2 separate regions of the Zea mays genome follow, and region 1 is linked to region 2. Evidence: chromatin contacts called from public Hi-C data. All regions are on one chromosome and are shown on one strand. The core of a region is the stretch at or near the end of the contact, and the rest is flanking DNA. Distances in the headings are between cores, read along the strand shown. Region 1 holds the start of LOC100280879 (TTN10). Region 2 holds the start of LOC100276816.

What was found. A called contact is a pair of places that touch in the nucleus more often than the background predicts.
Region 1: a contact with region 2 is called in a Hi-C map of tassel, with 3 times the contacts expected there. The contact joins the promoter of LOC100280879 here to the promoter of LOC100276816 in region 2. A contact is called at or near these places in 3 of 25 Hi-C or Micro-C datasets (ear, leaf and tassel).

Annotation. Positions count from the first base shown.
Region 1 is chr10:47,767,283-47,769,982 of Zm-B73-REFERENCE-NAM-5.0, reverse strand. It overlaps LOC100280879 (TTN10), which reads right to left and starts at 1,442. Exons shown (of 7, transcript NM_001153799.2): 1 at 1,181-1,442; 2 at 868-946; 3 at 709-780; 4 at 255-358. The coding sequence starts at 912.
Region 2 is chr10:47,603,934-47,606,633 of Zm-B73-REFERENCE-NAM-5.0, reverse strand. LOC100276816 reads left to right here and starts at 1,303. Exons shown (of 4, transcript NM_001150525.1): 1 at 1,303-1,782. The coding sequence starts at 1,603.

The DNA of each region.
Region 1 (2,700 bases), core at 193-2,692, 160 kb before region 2:
ATGACTCATGAAGATTCATGTCTTTAATAACTTCTGTCATTAAGTTATAAGAGAAAGATCTGCAAAATGTTACTATTTACTATGGAAGGCTACAATGGTGGCAAAAAAAAGTCAGATCCTTTTATTAAGTTGTTGATAGGGAATTCTATGTATGTTTCTCCAAATAAGAATACTCCTTGCTCTCTCATGCTTTGATGTTGCTCCAAGAATTTCTGTGTAGCAGTAATGCCATAACAGACACTGAAAAAACATACTTCTGTGTGAAGCATGGAGGCGGGTTTATTGAGACAGCTTGTTCCAGAGACAGCAGCCCATGCGCAAGCCAAAATGGAAGGTCCACCTTGGCACCCTTCTCTACCTGGATATAAAAAAAACTTAGATGCTCTTTTATACAAGAGAAACATCCCTATTAGCAACTTTAGTAGAAAGAGTGAAGTTCGTCCGCAATGCAAAACTTCCAATTTCCACTTTCCCAGTTGGAGTTCATGACAAATATTGCAGCCATAACAATAATGTTTAAGAAGTGCAGTAATCCTAATCAGTTTAAACAAGTCAAGGAGTGCTTAAGAAGCCTCTCAGCGAACTACTGTTCAAGAACTGCATAAATCGCATTTGGTAGACATGAGGACATAAGAAGAATTTTACAACATGTGTGCACAGGTTGCACTAGAAACATAAGCGCACAAAATTCATTGGGCAGACACTTACACAGTTATTTTCAGCACCAGGATCTAGCAGGCCAACACCATTTGCAGTTACTTGGAAAACAACTGAAATAGGCTGCAGGCAGAGCCAAAAACATATACTCAGCAGGTATACACAAGCACCATGCACGAAGAGGAGATAAAATCCTGCATCTAGAATTACCTCATCCTCCATGAGGATGTCATCGATGTCATAGTAACCCCGCATCCGACCAAGAGGACAGGATCACAACTGCTTATCCCTAATTATACACCAGCAATTATTGTCTTGTCAATGAGTATCAGGAAGTAATTGTTCAAATATAAACAGACTGGATACGATGTAACTCGAGCTTTGGGGCGGAACTATCATCTACTACATGCTACATGTGTTTACCCGGATTGGGCGAATCAATTCGAATTCATACCTTTGCATCAGCTCCTAATATTGAGACACCACTCACTGAGAGAAGAACATAACAAATTTCGAGCATTACCTTTTCTGAGCGCGAGATGGGTGTCGGGGCCCGTTCGGATGTCGCCGTTAACGGTGGCGTCAGGCGTAGCCCGTAGCCGAGTGGGAGAACGCTGCAGGCGGCAAACAAGGCGACCGTGCCGAGCAAATCTCGAGGGCGGTGAGGCCGCTGGACGGCAAGACCTGGCGGAGGAGCCAGAAGCCGCTGGATAGGGATGGGGGATTTGCTGATTTGGTTTTGGCGGCCTTGCTTCCCGCTCAATAGGTTTTGAAGGCGGCAAGATGGGACGTGTACACGAGGTAGTTTTCTTTGCATGTGTACACGAGGTCTGTCAGGCCATGCCGAGCCCAAACTCGTGGTAACGTACCAGTGCATACTAAATGATCGGTAAACACTAAAATTATTATCATTTTCATATTTATCAAAAATAAAATCGGAAATGATTACTTTGATGTTGTTTAGATATCGGTATTTCAGATATCTCGAATTCGGAAACGAAAGTTCAGTATAAAAAATACACAATATAACAAGTTCATAGTACAATAAAGATCGCAAAGATAACATAATAATATCACAAGTTCATAATACAATAAAAATCGCAAATAACACAAGTACACAATTCACAATATAATAAATTCACAAAAATCATAAGTTTATAATATAACAAGTATAAATATTTATATATACAATATATATACAGCTAAATCTTATAAACACATAATATATATATACACTATGTGTATGCACGTGCCTTGTTATGGAGTCAACATGTAATGATATAATATATTGAGATAAAGAAGCACTATGATAAAATGCATTCATATGCAAAAACACTAACTGTTATTCTATACTTTTGCTAGCATTATTAAAAGTGGATGTTTACATACCTCAAAAATATATAAGATTGTACATTTGTATATGTGCTTTGTCATTAACAATTCAAATAAAACACGTTGATTCCGTAAAAGGATAGTGTATTATATAAGATCTAACAAGAAAATTTAATGAAAAAAATCCAAGAATGATCTTTCATAGTGTCGGCGTTTCGACCCCGGGGGGTCCCTGGACCGACGAGTAAATTGTCGCAGCGTGCCCCAGCCCAGATGGGTCGGCGCGAGACGGAGCGCGAAGGGGGGAAACCAGAGGGAGACAGGCGTAAAGGGGAAACCCGCGGCCTTCGTGTTTGTCCCGCGCCCAGGTCGGGTGCGCTTGCAGTAGGGGGTTACAAGCGTCCGCGTGGGAGGGAGCGAGAGGCTTATGCGCGCCGTTCCGTTCCCCCGCGCGGCCAACCCTCCCGTACAGAGTGCCCTGGACCTTCCTTTTATAGGCGTAAGGAGAGGGCCCAGGTGTACAATAGGAGATGTAGCATGGTGCTAATGTGTCTAGCAGAGAGGAGCTAGTGCCCTAAGTACATGCCGTCGTGGCAGCCGGAGAGGTTTTGGCACCCTGTTCATGTGATGTCGTGGCCGTCGGAGGAGCGCTGGAGCCTTGCGGAAGGACAGCTGTCGGGGCTGTCGAGTCCTTGCTGACGTCTCCTTGCT
Region 2 (2,700 bases), core at 54-2,553:
CTTTGGGCCTCCCGGAGCCGGAGGCGCGTTTTACTGTTAGCCTTACTCTTACTCCCTGTAGCTCCACGTAGAAGAGAACCGATGTCCTGCGTCTGGCAATTTTTCTTAGTCCCTCGATGATGGCGATGATGCTGAAACCTTTTTTTTGAACATGATGGCGATGATACATGATGATTGTTGCATTGTACTGGTGGTAAATCACAGTCTGTATTGGCCTGTTCTGCTGGTGCCCATTTCCAATCATCCAATGTCGTGCTCTGCGTTATACGATTGCTGTTTGTACTATCATAGCTGCTGCCGACAAGTTCATAAAAGAACCTTAAACTTGAAGCCAGATCGAGTTCTCTTATTTTCTCGGTGCTTCACAATATTCTGGCATTTCTTTGGTTCTAGGCAAAGTTGTTCTTAGATGCTTTCCACGTCCACCTCGACCGCCTCCAGGGCGGGGATGTTCCCCGCCGCGTCGGTGGCCAACGCCCTGCCGTTCAGCAGCACGACCTGGCTCGTCAGGTCGCCATCCTTGGGGGGTGAGGTGGTACTCGTGTCTCACGGCGCCCGCCGCCGCCTCGCCGAGCAGCAGGCCGACGAGGAAGACGAAGAGGACGAGGTCGAGGTCGTGGAGAACGCGACGGGTATGGCTGCCGCGCGAAGTCTTGGCCGGAGGCAGCGGAGCCCGGCTGCCGCGCGAAGGAGAACACGACGGAGATGGAGGAGAAAGCGACGGAGATGGAGAACGCGACGGGGATGGAGGAGAACTGACGACGACGGCGCTGGGACGGAACCCGGTTTCAACGAGACTAATACTGCTCTGAATCCGTTAATAGAGTTGACATGTCCATTTTAGAGTGTTGGCTATGTCCAGCTTTTCTATAATGGAGAAACCCTCGCCTGAGCCTCTATTTCGTTGAAGTCGCATCTGTCGCGTTTCATAATGTCAAATCTCTCCTCTAGAGGATGTCGTCTCCTCTAGTGGGAGAGAGAGATAGCGCGCCCACGCGGCTTTCTGGAATGCCTGATGAGGCGAGGCCAAGCAAGACAACCTCTTCTCGCGCAGACCGGAGAGATGTGCGGAAGAGAGCCGGAGAGGGACAGCGGCCCACTACTCCCCAATCCACGCACCATTACGACCGCCCTCCTGTCTACCACTACTGCTGATAGGATGATGGGTACAGGGAGGGGTAGTTGAAACTCCATCAGTCCAGTCGTTGGGTCGGTGGCGTTTCTTGACGAGCATGCGTGCTTCCTCAAACTAGCCCCAGCGGCATGTTGTCAACAATCCATGGGCCTTTTGGAGTTTTCGACATCATCTCACCTCGCCTCGCCCACTTCACCCATGGGTCAGAGGAGCTCTCCCCTTCACACGCCGCCCGCGGCAGGAGAGAGAAAGCGAGGGCGAGCATCAGCAGGGCAGGCAGGCGCAAGAAACGTCCCCCACCTCGTCCACCCCATCCTCCTCGCCTTCCGCCTTTATTTCTTGTCGTCTCCTTCCTCGGTCCTATCTCCTCGCCTGCTCCGCCTTTCCTCATCGGTTCATCCTCCCGTATCCTCTCCTCGTCTCCTGCGCCCCTTTTCTTGGGGGCTTGAGGTGAGGTTATCTCGGCCATGGCGGCCATCAAGAAGACCAAGATCGTCTTGGCGCAGCCAGCGGTTGGGGCTCAGCCGTCGCGGCCGCCGTTCTTTTCTCGCGCGCCCGGCTCGGTGCGAGGCGCCGGGGACGAGGCGGCTTACAGGGCCAGCCTCAGGTACCGGGCCCTCCACCAGGACTACCAGGACCTCATCAAGGTGAGCCGAGAGATTCTCTTCTTGAACCCGTCATCCCCTGATTGATTTTGGAGCCACGTTTAGTATTTGTCGTTTTTTTCATGGATTTGCTGTGAGGTTTGCGGTGTTTGTTATGCCCTTTCTTTTTGGGGTTTAGATTTCATTCATCCCTTGTGTTATTTTGATGATTTCTCGTGGATCTCGTCTTTAGTTAGGTTCAACCCGTTTGCTACGGCGTTCTTAGATCCATCTGTGCATTGAAGTTTGTTTAGCTTGATGGTGTTAGTTTTAGTTTTAGATTGTTCCACTGATCTACGATTCAGCTATTGTTGGAGATTTGATATATATGGTCTGAATAATAGAGATAATTGCATTTTTAGAACTCCAAACATAGCACTTAACATTATTGCCATCCCAAACATTTATTTCGTAGAAACAGGACCATGAACATCTACTAATTGATTAACCTGCCATTAACCGTATTTGCTTCGTTTTTCTAATTCATCTCCATCTATTTGTGGTCTACAAGACAGTTTTGCCCCTCACGCAATAAACAAGCAAAGTATGACCGGCAACTCTACAGCATGCATACATTAATCTTCGTCATCGTTCGGATGCTCCGTGGCATTCTGAATTTGATACATTAATCTTCGTCATCGTTCAGATGCTCCTTGACATTCTGAATATGAGATTAACCATTAACATTCTCCCAGATTGAATAAGTTCTTGGCAACTCGTATCCTTCCGGTCTCAATGACAGCGCAAACTCTGGTAGATCAGGAACAGATTGAAGCGCGCTGCACCAGGAAAGTAGTGAAAGTGATTAACTCGCCCCTAAAGCCAAACAATAAATATGAACCATGTAGGTTGTTCATTTATTTATGTTCTTGAGCCTAATTGAAGCAGACTACCATTTCAGTTTTTAACATGTTCTGAATA